Linked DNA regions of Rattus norvegicus: region 1 is linked to region 2. A link is a contact called in public Hi-C data. All regions are on one chromosome and are shown on one strand. Each heading gives the region's core, a stretch centred on a gene start, on an enhancer-like site or on the middle of the called end of the contact. The rest is flanking DNA. Distances are from core to core; before and after follow the strand shown. Region 1 holds the start of Tcf25 (transcription factor 25). Region 2 holds the start of Spata2L (spermatogenesis associated 2-like).

Evidence for each region. A called contact is a pair of places that touch in the nucleus more often than the background predicts.
Region 1: a Hi-C map of prefrontal cortex shows a contact between it and region 2, with 2.3 times the contacts expected there. The contact joins the promoter of Tcf25 here to the promoter of Spata2L in region 2. A contact is called at or near these places in 12 of 12 Hi-C or Micro-C datasets (the A7r5 cell line, the Rat2 cell line, Schwann cells and 7 more) and 1 of 1 datasets of contacts at active chromatin or transcription factors (oligodendrocytes).

What each region holds. Positions count from the first base shown.
Region 1 is chr19:68,322,552-68,325,648 of GRCr8, forward strand. It overlaps Tcf25 (transcription factor 25), which reads left to right and starts at 1,551. Exons shown (of 18, transcript NM_001400950.1): 1 at 1,551-1,792. The coding sequence starts at 1,601.
Region 2 is chr19:68,180,319-68,183,642 of GRCr8, forward strand. Spata2L (spermatogenesis associated 2-like) reads right to left here and starts at 1,751. Exons shown (of 2, transcript NM_001109133.1): 1 at 1,043-1,751. The coding sequence starts at 1,345. It also overlaps a transcript of Cdk10 not described here.

The DNA of each region.
Region 1 (3,097 bases), core at 301-2,800, 140 kb after region 2:
TAGAAGCAGGGAAGAGGGCTGTCAGGGGCACCTTGAGACAGCAGCTGTGGATCAGTGGCTTTGAAGTACCTAAGGAATCTAGCATAGCATGGGCAGAGAGCTCATCATCAACCCAAGGGAGGAACTAAGGCTCCTGGGAGAGGCAGGCTGGAGAGGAGCACATGGACAGTGAGTGGACTCACACCAGAGCTGGAATTAAGGGATGCTGCCCTGCCCGCCTTCTCTGTCCTCGCCAACTGCCTACCTTGGGTGGACTTTGGGAGTCACATGAATTCAAGGCCAGGTTCTCTCTGGGGTACTTAAAACTCCTTCAGTCTTCACCTGTAAAAGGACATCTGTCTCCCAAAATGAAGTTGGAATTTAGAGTGGTGACTGACCTAGCTCCTCTCTCCACACCCACACAGCCCTCTCCTGCTCTCAAATTGGGAAAAGGTTCAACCCAGCACCATTTTACTTTGGAGGTACTCAATCCTGGCTTGTCTAGGAAAGTTTTCCAAAACACTAAAAAAAAAAAAAAAAAAAAAAAAAAAAAAATGGGGCCTGGACTTGGAATAGCTCTGTAACTCCAGCCCTTCAGAAACAGAGGATTTGTGCAAGCTTCAAGGGCAGCAGGGTTACACAGCAAAATTTTTTTTGGGGGGGTGTTGTTTTATTTTTTTAAAAAAGGGTGTGGTCGCACACACCTTTAGTCTATCACTTGAGAGGCAGAGGCCAGCCTGGTCTACAACAAGGCGAGTGCCAGGACAGCCAGGACTACACAGAGAAACCCTGTCTCGAAAACCAAAACCAACCAAACAAAAAGAACATGGAAAAAGAAAGGATCTGTGCAGAGTGTCCCTGTTTCCTCATTGTGAAAATCTTCCTTAATTAGAATACACGTAGGAAGGACTGCCGCCTCGACTTCAGACCATGGATCCACACCTAGATAGCTCCTGATCACCCAATATTAACATGGTAGTCCCTGTTGCGTTCGCGACAATAAAAAAGCAACCCGGAACACCTAGGAGAACAGATATTCAGTCTTGAAGATGTTAGACTGTTTCTATTAAGGCGAAAACTGTCCCTTTGCAGTCTAGTAGCATCGTGGAGGTGGGGATCATCGGGCAGGTCGAATGGGTAGGCTACACAGAGATGGGCTGGCGACTGGGTCCCTCGCTCCTATCACAGCAGAAATCTTTGCGCACGTGCCTTGCGGCGAGCGCACTTGCTCTCACTGCCTCTTGACCTGCCCCGCCCTCCTGCCCGCCCGCTCGCCCGCTCGCTCGCCCGCCCGCTCGCTCGCCCGGGGATTCTCGTCCGTGGCGTGCAGCGTTCTGAGCCTGCGCGTTGCCATCCGCCGCACAGCCAGCTTAACGCAACCCATACACCTCGAAAGCTGAAGTGCCGCACTCCAGCCGCCGCCAGGGCTCGACTCTCGCGAGAACTCCCTGGGCCACCCTCGCACCTTCCACGACTCCTCCGGGGATCGGGAGGAAGTTCCGGAGAGCCGCGGCGCGCAAACGCGACACGCCAGCCTTGCGCCAGCGCGCCGCAAGTGCGCAGGCGCCGCCACTCTGCTGCTCTTCCTCGTCCCTCTGCCTACATCTGGTTGTCGGGTCCTATGTCGCGCCGGGCCCTCCGGAGACTGAGGGGGGAACAGCGCGGCCAGGAACCCCTAGGGCCCGACGCCCTGCAGTTTGTCCTCCTTGATGACGATGACGCAGAGGAAGAGGGACCAAAAACGGGGCTGGGTGGCCGGCGCCCCGGGGGTGCAGGGAAGGAAGGAGTCCGTGTCAACAACCGGTTCGAGCTGGTGAGGAGCTGGGCAACCAGAGGGGGATGGTAGGGGGCATGACGTCATGCGAAGGGGCATAAAGTTGGGTCTGGACTGCAGTCGGTGGGCGGAGAGAAGAATTGCGCCGCATCGGGGGAGGCGGGCCTTCGGCTGGGTGGGTGGGGTGATGAGGCCGTGCTGAATTGCAAGTCCCGGAGCTGTCGAGGGGCGGCGTTCCCCATCCTAGATCTAGCTGGGGGTTGCTGTCAAGGGGCTGAGTGACAGGACTTTGCTGCAGTATAGGGCGTGTCTCAGGGCAGGGTCTAGCGACCCGATGTGACGTAGGGGCAATACAGGACCGTGACGTCAGTGTGGGCGTGGCGTGACATCGGAGACAGCTAAGGGGAGGGCCACTATGGGCGGTGAGTGGGAGGTGGGGTTCAGTTGGGTCTGGGCTTCACTGAATAGGGTCGTGGTATCTAGGGCAGTGCTATAGTAGGGTAGTCATGGTTTCCTATCTGCTACCCGAGGGGAGGTCTCTCTATTCTAGCTCGTTTGCAAACATTTCGGGCTTATTCGTCACAATTATTTCTGTGTGTCCCAGCTAGTTATACCTCAGTGGGTCCCAGCTCTTTGTACCTAGCGCATTCCTGGCAGCAGAAAGACGTGTAGTCCTCCTGAGGCCCGCTTTTTTCCTTACATCTGACTGATCTGGGTCTGCAGTTTCATATGTGTGGGAATTATGATCTAGACTTCACGTGTGGGCAGGTAAAATGTTTTGCTCGTTTTGTATCTCCAGCGTGCACATATGGTAAGGTGTCAGTGATCATTTTCGAGTGAGTTAAAACTTGTAATGTGTCTGATGCAGTGAGGTGTCCTCAAGTCGCAGATAGGAGACCATGTCTCTATGGCACCGCCCTAGACAGCACAACCCCAGTTGTCCCCTGCTTTTTATCAGCAGGTTTAAAAGTTCCTAGCCAAGATAAAGAAGAGTGTGGGAAATGTCACAGACGCTTTGGAAGTTTGGGTCAGAGATTGGCAGTGTTGAAATAAGTCGCTCCCTGGTACAGTCAGAACTCTCCTACCTCCTCTGACTTTCAGCCTGAAAGTCACCCCCATTCCTACTATTTCTTATCCCTTCATTGTAACTGATTTATTAGGTTTTGCTTGTCATTATTTCTTTTTCGAGATAGGCTTTCTCTATGTAGCCCTGACTGTCCTTGAACCCACTCTGTAGACTGCTTTGAGATGCTTCGTCTCAAACTCAGAGATTCACCTGCTTCTGCCTCCTGAGTGCTGGGATCGAAGGAGTGTGCCACCACCTTCCAGCTAGGTTTAGTTTTC
Region 2 (3,324 bases), core at 501-3,000:
CCTTATTGTAAAGCTCAGCTTGACCCTAAACTCACCATCCTCCTGCCTCCGCCTACAGGAATATTCCATCGCATCTAGCTGGCAGGTAGCCTCTTACATCCTGTTCTGCCCATTGTTTTTGTTTCCTCCCCGACTCTAGTATTCCAGACTCTAATGTGCTTTCTAGATCAAAGCTACCTACCGGGCCAAAGGGGCAGGCTAAGTGTGGGTCTTTCTCAAGTGTGAACATCCAGAACGGCTCTAGGCACCCTTGGGGCACTTCTGTGCCCAGCACCCTCAGGAAGAGGACATCTACACACAAGGAGCACAGGCTAGAACACCCTTCTTTGGTCTTTGCACCTTGACTGAAGAGAAAAGGGGCTTTCCCCAAAAACTACCCAGCTAGGAGGCTCTATCCTTGCCAGTTCCACCCCAACACTTTCTGAACTCTACAATGTCAAGGCCAAGCCGCCGCCTCTGTCCTCTGGGCCTCTAGCGTCACAGGATGAATGAAAGTCCTGGGATCTCGGGTGTCCCTGTGGAGCAGCAGGCTGATGGGGTGTGGAGGGGGAGACGCTGCCATGACAACCAGTGGAGGTTTACCTCGCCCACGTGCTTACTGACGTCATTGCCTTCCCACTCAAAATTAGCTCAGAGCGGCCCTGCCCCCTCTAGGTGGTCTGCCATCTGACCTCAGGACTAAGCCAGCCCTGGACCTGGCCACCTAACCTGGACCTAGGCAGGAACAAGACCCCTGCCGTTCTCTTCCCAGTCTTAGCAGCCTCCTTTTACAGAAGGGACCAGTCCACATCCTAGAGGAGTTAAGATGACCATAGGACATCAAATACCTCCCTCACCCACCCACAGCTACCCTAGAATTTCCATGGCAACTAGGGCAGTGAGACTACTCTGAGGACAGCCATGTAAGTTCTAGGTCAATGACTGATAGGCATGCAATCCCAACGCCCACGACCCCTCAGCGCAGAACCCTCCCCTGAAGAGGGCCTGCAGCCCCCAGCAGTCGGACCAGGAAGGGAGTGAAGGAGCATCACTAACACCGTACCTTGATGGTGGTGAACTCCTTTCTCCAGGGCAGCAGGTACAGGTGCACAGCGGCCAGCTCTAGGAGTTCGAAGGCGCGGGCCAGATCGCGGAGGGCTGGCGCCAGGTCAGCACGGCCCCACAGGCCATCAGTGAACAGTGCCAGCGCATCGTCCTGAAGCGCCCCGTGCAGGTCGAAGTCCTCCACCAGAATCTGCCAGAGCACCGCGCGCAGCGAGGGATCGCCACAGACGCCCGCGCGGCCGCGCCGCAGCTCACGCTCCAGGCACAGGCGATAGTCCTCCGACAGCGAGCTGCTGCCCATCCTGACCGAGCGCGGGACGAGGTGTCAAACTAGAGACCATATCATCTCAGCTGTGCCACTCTCCACCCCGCACCCAGCAACTCCAGGGCCCCCTCCAACCTGGAAATAGGGACCTTGAGAGCTTAGCAAGTCCCGGGATCTATGATCCCCTTCAGCCATGAGACAGCTCAGTGACCACAGTATCTACAGCCTCCCCTCCCCGTGACACCTTCAGCACCGCTTGCTGATCATCCTCGTATCAACAGCACTGCTCCCATCAGCTGAACCTCTTGCAACCAAAACCCCTCTCCCACCGACCGTCCCCAAGGGCGGCGGTGCTACCTGCTAGTCGCCAGCTATCCCAGAGAGCTCCGCTTGGGCCTGGGTCTATCCTCGCTCTTCCGCAGAGTGTCAAGCCCGCCCCTTGGCCTTGGTTGTGACGTTGGGGGCGAGGCTGGAGTCGGGTGCCGCCCTTTCAGCGAAGTAGGAGGGTGGTGGTGTGGGCGCGGCCTGGGCGAAGCTGGGCGTGGCTCTCCCTCGCAGCTCACCTTTTGAGGTCCTCTCAGATTCACTGTCTCCAGTCTTTCCACCAGTCTGAGGTCGGTAATCGCCTAGTTACGGGCCAGGGAGTGGGAGTACACAGTGGTTGTGTAATACATGTCTCCAAGATGTGCCACTGGAGCAGGTCTGAACCAGACTGGATTTTGGCTCCTCAAGTCAACCCACAGAATAGCCAAATACCAGCTAGGCGGGGCCTATCTAGGCGGGCTGATCATGGACCAAAGGAGGTCAAACACGTGTATTTAGGTACGATTTAAAACGGGTGGGGTGGTGGATTGCCCAGTGGGTCTGAGTGTGGCAGCTCACAACCAGCTCTAACTCCAGTTGCCAACATCCTCTGCTGGCAGACAAGACACTTAACACACAAATAACAGAGCAGGAGGCACCCAGGAGGGCCTCTGCTGGCTTTGTTCTCTGTTCTCTGGTACTTCATTTCTTAGTCCGAGAAAATAGGTTAGGGAGCATTTGAGGTAGGATGAATGTATTCATCCTCCAGGAGAAGGTGCTCCTTAAATGTGTGACCTGCAGGTCTGCAAAACTGACCTGGATCATGTAGTCACCAAGAATCAGTCTGGGTGACTTCAGGGAAACTGTTCCTCGACTTACTGCGGTCTTACACAATTCACTCAGGACCTCAGGCACCTTTTTTTTTTTTTTTTTTTTTTAAAGATTTATTTATTATATATAAGTACACTGTAGCTGTCTTCAGATACACCAGAAGAGGGCATCAGATCTCTTTACAGATGGTTGTGAGCCACCATGTGGTTGCTGGGAATTGAACTCATGACCTCTGGAAGAGCAGTTGGGTGCTCTTAACCGCTGAGCCATCTCTCCAGCCCCTCAGGCACCTTCTTAATCCTAACACCCAAGCTTCACATAAGCAGTATCTTTTGCTCAATCCATTCCTGGATAGCATGTACCTCTTATCTCTCCAGGTCACCAAACCTAGGCCGAGCTTGATAAAAATAGAACCTGGCACAGGGAAGGTCTCTGCCTTGTAGAATTTCCCTGAGTCGGAGGACTTCAAATAGTGTAAGTAGGCAGCAGTCCTCAGGCATCCTGCTTGTGCTCACTGAATAGAGGTCTTCTGTTGTGAGCCCACCAGTCCAAAGGGGACCTTGGTTGGCTTTTGAGGTTGCTTTAACTCAACGTGACATGGTTTAACTCGTGACAAATCATGACAGATTCCATGCCTGCCTTGTTCTGAGACAAGCCTGGATCCCAGCTGCAGCATAAAGAGGGAGTTAACAGAAAAAGGAGAGGCCTTGGGGGCAGGGGTGTGGCCCAACGGTAGAACAATTGCCTAGTATGTGTAAGGCCCCAGGTTTAGTCTCTAGCATTGCAAAAACTGTGTTACACTAATGGCAAAGCTAGTGTTCACCTGCAAATGTCTCTTGTTTTCCACTTGTAATTTAGAGGTTATTCTGGACTAGTATGAG